Linked DNA regions of Zea mays: region 1 is linked to region 2. A link is a contact called in public Hi-C data. All regions are on one chromosome and are shown on one strand. The core of a region is the stretch at or near the end of the contact, and the rest is flanking DNA. Distances in the headings are between cores, read along the strand shown.

What was found. A called contact is a pair of places that touch in the nucleus more often than the background predicts.
Region 1: a Hi-C map of tassel shows a contact between it and region 2, with 2.2 times the contacts expected there. The contact joins the enhancer-like site here to the promoter of LOC100191206 in region 2. A contact is called at or near these places in 2 of 25 Hi-C or Micro-C datasets (ear and tassel).

The regions. Positions count from the first base shown.
Region 1 is chr3:146,603,577-146,608,118 of Zm-B73-REFERENCE-NAM-5.0, forward strand. No RefSeq gene overlaps it. Among protein-coding and RNA genes, the nearest start is that of LOC103650685, 15 kb to the right of the region's middle. Within about 2 kb of position 2,850, at least 12 of the 20 cell types and tissues checked have an H3K27ac peak or open chromatin away from gene starts, as enhancers often do. A contact at or near this core is called in ear and tassel, where this site is marked.
Region 2 is chr3:146,481,825-146,485,914 of Zm-B73-REFERENCE-NAM-5.0, forward strand. LOC100191206 reads left to right here and starts at 2,389. Exons shown (of 3, transcript NM_001136641.1): 1 at 2,389-2,756; 2 at 2,959-3,114; 3 at 3,299-4,090. The coding sequence starts at 2,467. The coding sequence ends at 3,866.

The DNA.
Region 1 (4,542 bases), core at 1,600-4,099, 120 kb after region 2:
TTCAACCGGGTTTCTCTCTGGTAGAAACCGATTCAAGCGGTATTTCATGTTGTTCAACCGCATATTCCGCAGTCTGCACATAAACGACTAGTTCTGAGAGCCACCCATATATATACCCACACACTCCTCTCTTAGAGCACAAGAGCAACAACCAGGACGTTCTCTTCCACATCCAAAACTAGGAAAAACATAAGAACATTAACATTCACCTCACTCACTCCAAATCTTTGACAGAAATCTCTATGTGAGATTGAGAGTTGTGGGTTCTTTCATTTCAACTTCTGATTCTTTCCCATCACTCTTACTTTGAGCTTTTGTACTACATCGAGATCTTTGTGGATTCATTACTCTTGGAGCTTCTAGCTACTAAACGACTAGGTGTCGCTTGTGAGGCTCCAAATCATATGTAAGACCACAAGAAAGTTTGTATTACCTTCTCGTTTGAGCAAAGAATAGTGTGTGGTCGTGACCTTTGTGCTCGGCGAAGGGAGGGTTATGGTTGAAAGAGACCTATCTATTTGTTGGTGCCTCAAGGAGGAAGTAGGGAAACTTTATGGTGTGATCGAACCTCGAGATAAATCTTGTGTTTCTTGTGTTCTTGCTTTGTTCATTTTTCATATTCTATCTAATTGAAAGCAAGGATTCGAGCGTAACTTGTGAGTGTAGATTTTGTGGAGTTGCTCCACTTATATTTACCGTCTTTATGCCTCGATTGTCCCTAGAACTCGTTGATTAGAAGAATCTCTCACTAATCTCCGCGTTGATATCGATTTAGTACTCTCCTCGCAGTTGAATCGGTTCAGAGTGGCTCGATCGCCCTAGGTAGCAGTTGAACCGACCTGCACCGGTTGAACTGCTATGTCACTATATTTCAAAGTTTTTGTTGAAAATTTCAAGTGTAGCCTATTCACCCCCCTCTAGGCTAGTTTCAAGTGTTCTAGCATATGATCCGATGTCATGACGGACGATCTGCATGAACATAAACAAAACCTATGTTCTTGAGTTCTTCATGGTGTTCTTAGACGGTATACTCTATATCATGAATGTTGTCCATCATGCATGTGCATGGGATTTTTAGGGTTGTTTAGGTGGTGTGTTAGGCTTGTGGTGAATAGGTTTCAAGCTTTATATACCAAGTGCAACTTGTGATTTGGGGATCAAGCAAATCATGGAAAAAGGGAATGAAATACATGAATTGGAGAATGGAAACTTATCTTAGGGAGTGGGTGATTCTCAGACCATCAGACCATTCATTGAACTTTGATCTTCCTTTCTTTCAAGCAAAAGAGATGGATTTGGCATTTTCGTGATTATTCATGCAAAAATAATGTAGATGTCATTAGAGGGACCCAAGTGATTCATGAGAAGATTGAGTGGGAGATAGCATTGAGCTTATGCTTGAGATGAAAAATCAATCATAAGCCTCATTTTGTGTCCATGCATAGTGAGATGATTTCAATAAAAATGAGATAGGATCTCTTGAGCTCATCATAGATGATGGTGTGCACTTGGGATGATGGAGCTTGAGATTGATCCTACTTTTCTTATTTTCTTTCTCTTCCTTCCTGTCTAATATTTTTCTGTATAGTTCATCCTTTGTTCTTCATGTGTAGAGAGAGAGGGAGAGTGGGAATGAGCAGTGGCGGACGCAGGGCGAGAATTTATGGGGGCCAAAAAGAGCACATGAAAAAATCAAGCAAGATCATAAAAAACTAGTATCGACAAGTTTCATATCAATACACGATACAAGTTTAAGGAAGAAAACTATATGAACAAAGGAAACAAATATAATGCTAAGTTCTTGCTGACCGAATCGAAGTTATGTGTAATTTGTTGAATGTTGACCTCCTCGAAGTGTGGGGTGCGGGAAAGGGGCGGGTCAGGAGACGTCTCCGATTGAGAGCTTGGGCTCGCTGGTTCGCCAAGCTCGTCGACCACCCGGAATGCGTCGCATCGTCATGACGAGCAAGATCTAGCCTATTGGGCGGGTGTCGCGACGACGATGACGAGATGATGGGGGGCAGAGGTGCCAAGAAGGGGCGGGGTCAGGCGACATCGCATCGAGAAGGGGCTGCGGTGGGAGCGTGGTATATCGGGGCAGGCTGGTTTGGGTGGCATCAGGGATAGTATGGCCGAACGGATAGTTGTGACGACTGGGCCGATCCAACGAGGAGGTCCATGACAGGGTTGTTTTAGTCTTTTAAAAACTTTAATTTTTTCTACACTTAACAGTAAATGATTATTAGATATAAGAGATTATACAAGATTGAGTCGGTAGGAGAGTGAGTGGCATGGAAAGGTGTTGAATAGTTGGCAATATCTTCCACTTCGAGCTGACATATGGGCCCAAGCTAAGGGAAGAGTGCAACTCACTTAACAGATTATTAGCTAGTATTCTCTTTCTCTGTCAATGGGGATGTGGGTGATGGAGATGGAATGAAGCTAGATGCCAAGAAATAGAACTACATAGATATATAGGGACTATGTAGTACGTACGTAGTATAGTGTGGGTGGTGAGCTAGCTTAGAGCGATCGAGATAGTAGTAGGCGATGCATCCCAAGCGATGATCGATCGAGTTCCAGACAAAAGAAAGCATCCAATCAAACTTCTTCTCATGCATGGATCGGAAGAAAGAACAAGCAAAGAAAGATGCCTTGTTTCTTGAGCTGCCCCTGCCTGCATCTGCATCCGACTCCGACGACCATAATGCAAGCCCGTAATTAATTAAGCTGCGCTGGGAAGAGCTTTGGAGGAAGGCGGAGATGACAAACTGACAGGGACACGGATTGACTCACTGATGGATGGATGGATGGATGGGATTGGACGGCAGCTGGCTGCCTTGGCCCACTTCCACTGCAAACGCGACGGGTGCAGGCTTTATAGTCCATCTATCCAGCTAGTACGTAGCTGCACCGCATTCATGCATGCATGTTTCCTTTGCTAGCTTTGGTTCCAAACCACAAACTGGAAATAGTACGTACCGCGCGCGCCACCATCTTTTAAGTTCATGCATGCAATGCAATGCAACAAGCTACTCCAACTTGTAAATCTGGTCACCGTTTTATTTCTCATGATCTGCTGGGAGCTTCATTTCTTTCTTGTTCCTAGCTAGCTATCTGCTCTGCTTTTTTTATACGATGATTCCTCATTTCTATTATATTCATAACAGAAATACAACAGGGTTTTCAGAAGGAACGGATTGTATCACCGTTCCAGTTCCTTTTTGTCATATTCTCTTTAGATAGGAGAACACTGTTTTCTAAAAACCACATGAACATCTTGATTTTAGGAGGGACTCTTCCTTTCCAGATATGCTTCATGTAGGGACCATAGATCCGATTCTCCATGTGAATATAAAGAGGTTTGACAGTAAAGATTTTTTGATTTCCCCATCTCCATCCAATATATAACATCATCTACTTCTTGGAAACCAAAATCCATACCCATCCTGTAAATGTTCTCCCAAGTATTGATCTGTTCATTATTATAGAGCAATCTCCTGAAAGGCATATGCCAATCATTCTCTTTACCATGCTTCACCATGCATATGATCCCTTTATTTTCACAAATGTCATAAAGATCAGGGACAATATGGCATCGCAGATTCGCAGAGAGGTTGCCAAAACCTAGTTTTATCACTAGATCGACTTGGTTATTACTTGTCTCCCCAACATATACAAATGTTTCACCTTTTCAGCCGATCATGCCAAACATGTGAGTCGCTATATTGTGAGTAATAAACACTATGCACATTTTGTTCATGCTAACATATATATATTGTTGTTCATGCTGATAGATAGATCAGCTAGCTAGCAGACAAGCGATCAAATTCCCAGATTTCAAAAACAAAATGATGGATGGATCCCCAACGTACGTACGTACGTACTATTGCAATACAGTTTCGAATATTCCATGTCGCAAAATTACAAATTTTTATTTGCTCCTTTTTTCACCGTTTCCGAGATAGCAAAAGCAACTGGTGTCTGCTAGTGGATGGAAATCAAAGTTGAGGTGCCAAAAAGAAAATCTGCAGTCTGCTGTGCTCGGTGGTGATTTTTATCCAGGTGTAGCTGACACATGCACGCAGGCACGTCGCACGCACTAGATAGTGAGATCGTGTCGTCAGATCATCGGATCCTGGGCCATCCATCATATATATTTTTCAGAGAGAGAGAAATTAAAACCACAGCATCGATATTAGACATGTTTTCATTAAGTTCATACAATAAGTGTTACTCTCTTACACACATATATATTCTCTTTTGCTCCAAATTATAGGATATTTTACCTTTTATAGATTTGTAATTTTCTTATGGCCACGGATATATTTTATGCCTAGGTATATAGTTGTCAACGTCCTGAGAAATGCATCTCTAAGATACATTTTAGATTTGTAATGGTGTTAGCCCAAAATTTTTGAGGATATGTGTCCTGGCTCAGTGTGCTTTGTTGTGTTGCACCGACATGGCTTCACCAGCACACCCAGTTTGATAGGGCGGTGACCTCTCACATCGGCTTACAACAACACTAACCACGCATCG
Region 2 (4,090 bases), core at 1,139-3,638:
TGGTCACTGCGTACAGTAGATACTTGGGTTTGTCAACGACCTGAACGGGTCAACATCTGGTCTGCAGGACTTGTCGCTGGATGGATCAGAGAGCTTAAATTAATTGCACTGCTGGTTGGTGCATGCGCGATCGTAGATATATCGTCGTCCTCTGGCTGGTCTGCATGGAAATAAACAGTGAAGCAGCTGTTGCATGCATATATATACATACCAAATGATTGGTGGTGAAACCGAAAGGCTAGCCGATCGCCGCACACGCACAGAGAAAGGAGATAAGAGAGAGAGAGAGAGAGAGAGGGGGGTGGGGGGGGGGGGGGGGGGGGGGGGAAGAGGATACAAACGAGCATCAAAATGGGCGTCTAAGTTAGGCTAAATAGGGGACCTAAAACTAAATAAATGTCAGAGCGGACGTCTAAGTTAGACTAAGCAGGGAATTTAAAGGTAGAATTGTAGACTATACAATTTGCAATAGAGAAGTGAGCGGAGGCGTGTACCCTCCCTACTAGCATATACGTACGTAGGTCTCCCCATGCGAGTCTTGTTCCATGCATGCAAAAACATAGGGTGTTTATCTGGGTTAGTCGACCCCGATAAAATTTATAAATTCTTTAGCAAAACAATATTAAAGTTTATAAAACTCTATATCATATAGCAAAGTTGTTTCTTGTAACCTCAACAATATTTTTTGGCTACATGCAGTACGTGCTGATGGAGCCAGATCTAAGTCGATTCCGCACGTTACTGATCTGTCTGCTGTATCTACATCGGTGGGTATGTAACTGTAGAGGATTCGGCCGGCATATGCATGCATATACGTACAGGCGCTGACGAGAGAGAAGCAGGAGGGGTGTGGTGTGTGTGTGTGTGTGTGGGGGGGGGGGGGGGGGGGGGGGGTACAGCAGCCTAACACAGACAAAGTCCAAGTTGGAGCTGACCTGCTGTTTGCTCAATCATGTGCTGCATATGCTAGCCTAGCACTAGCAGTCTGAGAGAGAGACACGGTCGGCCGATGGCGGAGGTGGTGGATCCCGATCCCGACCGACCTTGGGCTTGGGTCAGCGCGCGCCCATGCATATATGCAGTACTGTGCTGCTGCTGATCGAGAAGTGTTTACGGGCGACATGCATGCATGCGGTAGATCGATTCATACGAGTATACGACCATATGCATGGGTGGTCTAGATCGACTAGAGATATAGTATATACTATCGACAGAGAGACGATAGATAGATAGATGCATCATGCATGCGAGCCAGCATATATCGTATCTGCATGGGACATGCATGCATCGCATATGGACGAGGACGACGACGACATCATGCATGCATGCAAGCAATGAGATGAGATCCCGCGCGCGGCGCTGCAGGCAAGGTCAGGTCAACCCCTTGTCGTATCCCCTGGCTTCGTCTCCCCGGCCTATTAATTGCCTTTGGTCCTTTCCTTTGCCTTTTTCTCTTCGATTTCTCTCTCGATCGTGATCCATCCATCACACATACACGTAGGGACAGCCAGCATGCTTGCATGCTAACCCAAAAGGTCAACTCCTAATGCGACCAAAACATAGTTAGTTTGTTACCAGATCGGACGCGCGCGGTAGTTTTTTTCTCATTCTGAAAACAAAAAAGGGTTTGGGTTTGTTTGGTACGTAGACTGATCGTTATAGGGCAGATAAATTAAAGTTGCTTGCTTGGTTCACAACGATCTGCTTGGCTTACTTGCTACCTCGCGCGTTACCATTTAATATTAATTAATTATTAATTGGTACGTACTATTTATTACATAATAAGTTGCATACATATATTACATGTTGCTTATACATATATACATATACGTAGCAAATAATGCAAATGCATTAATGCATATGCATGTATAATATATAGTTTGTTTGGGGCAGGCAAGTTAATAAAGAGCTCAAGGCAGGAGTAGCTAGCTTTACTAATCTGTGTGCAGTGTGTGGTGAGGCCTACTCCATTTATCCACGGCGCTAGACAAACTTGTAGGACTCTCTTTAGGACAGAAAAGGGTATGGTTAGGTGCCAGCAGCAGGTTCAACACATCTGCCCTTATCGATCCATATATGTATGCGGCGGCGACCTAGCTAGCTAGCTAATCATGCACGCTAGCTAGTCATCTTTAGTGGTTACGTTGACACAAATGCATTATATTAGTCGTTATTGCACCCTTGGGTTATCAACAACACATACGTAGCAGCTTAATGATTCAACACAACAACACATGAAATATATATATATTAATTGCTGGGTCGTCGAGGGTATATTGGGAATAAAATAAAATTAGCGGCATGCATATAGTTGCATTACCATTAATTGTTGTTATATATACACCCTCCTCCCGTGGGTTGGGTTGGTGGCTTCTTCTTGCATTGCATTGCATGCATCAACCTCTCTCCTCTCCTCTCGCTCTCTACTACTAGCTACTAGCTTTAATTTGTAACTGCTTGTCTGCCATGGAGGAAGAGGAGGGATCGTCGACATCATCAGTCGCTGTGCCTGTGCCGCCGCCGCCTAATAAGTACGACTCCTGGACGACAGATCCGGAGGAGCTGATGATGATGATGGTCGACGAGGCGGCGGTGCAGCAGGAAGGGCCCCGTCGCCGGCGGGACTCCATGCTCAACAAGCTCATCTCCACGGTCTACTCCGGACCCACCATCAGCGACATAGAGAGCGCGCTCTCTTTCACCGGCGGCGGCGACGTGGATGCTCGCAACTACAACAACTCCTCCGCCGGCCCAGGGTACGTACGTCGTCTGCTCAATTCGTTCTCACAATCAGAAATATTGGAGCGTCTTCTACTAGCTAGCTAGCTCGATCTTAATCCATCAATCCGCGATCTATCTTCCTGTGTATATATAATATATATATATATATATATATATATATATATATATATATATGAAGAATCATATTGAATGCATGGCGTATGTGTATATACATAGGGCTTTATCGTCCCCGGAGAAGGTGCTGATGAGCAAGATGGAGAACAAGTACACGCTCAAGATCAAGACCTGTGGGAACGGCAGCAGCCTTGCGGAGGATGGATACAAATGGAGGAAATACGGCCAGAAATCCATCAAGAACAGCCCCAACCCAAGGTATACATACATATAATATAGCTAGTACAATAATAGATACTGATCATGAATGAGTGCAACCCGATCTGTCTGGCCAGCCACCAAAACTGGCAGTGCTTGCTAGCTAGCTGTGCATTGGCAATCCCAATTCTGTATCCAGATCGACTTGTTTAGTAAGTTTGCTGTGCTGTGCTGTGCTGTGCAGGAGCTACTACCGGTGCACGAACCCTCGGTGCAACGCCAAGAAGCAGGTGGAGCGGTCGACGGACGAGCCGGACACGCTCGTCGTCACCTACGAGGGCCTCCACCTGCACTACACCTACTCGCACTTCCTCCACCACCAGCAACCGCCGCCGCAGCCCAAAAAGCCCAAGCTCGGCGCCGGCCCACCACAACAGCCCATCGTCGTCATGGACGACGACCTTCTCCACGGCCCGGCCCAACAAGACATCATCACCACCGGCCCACTGGGAGCTGCTGTCATGGCTCCAGCACCAGCACCACCACCAGCAGCAGCATCTTTCTGCTACGACCTTGACGACGATGTACCTGCTTTTTTCGACGACCACGACCACCACCACCACCAGCAGCAGCACATCACCAACGGCGGGCTGCTGGAAGACATGGTGCCGCTGCTGGTCCGGCGGCCCTGCACCACCACCACCACCACCTCCGCCGGTAGCACGTCGCCGGACCTTTCCGCGTCGTCCTCTGTCTCATGGAACCCCACCTCGCCTTACATCGACATGGCCATTCTCTCCAACATTTTCTAGTGCATGCATGCATGCGTCCGTGTTCAACTACCATGCACACGCACCCATCGTCATGTTTGTATTGTGTGCTGATATATAGTATGTATGTATGTATGTACTAGCTAGTATAATACTACTAGCAGTACGTGTGTGTACGTACGTAGATCCGATCCATCCTCAGGCGCGCGGTGCTATATATATTGTCGATCTGTTATTAAATTGGGTTCGTGCTATCTAATAATTCT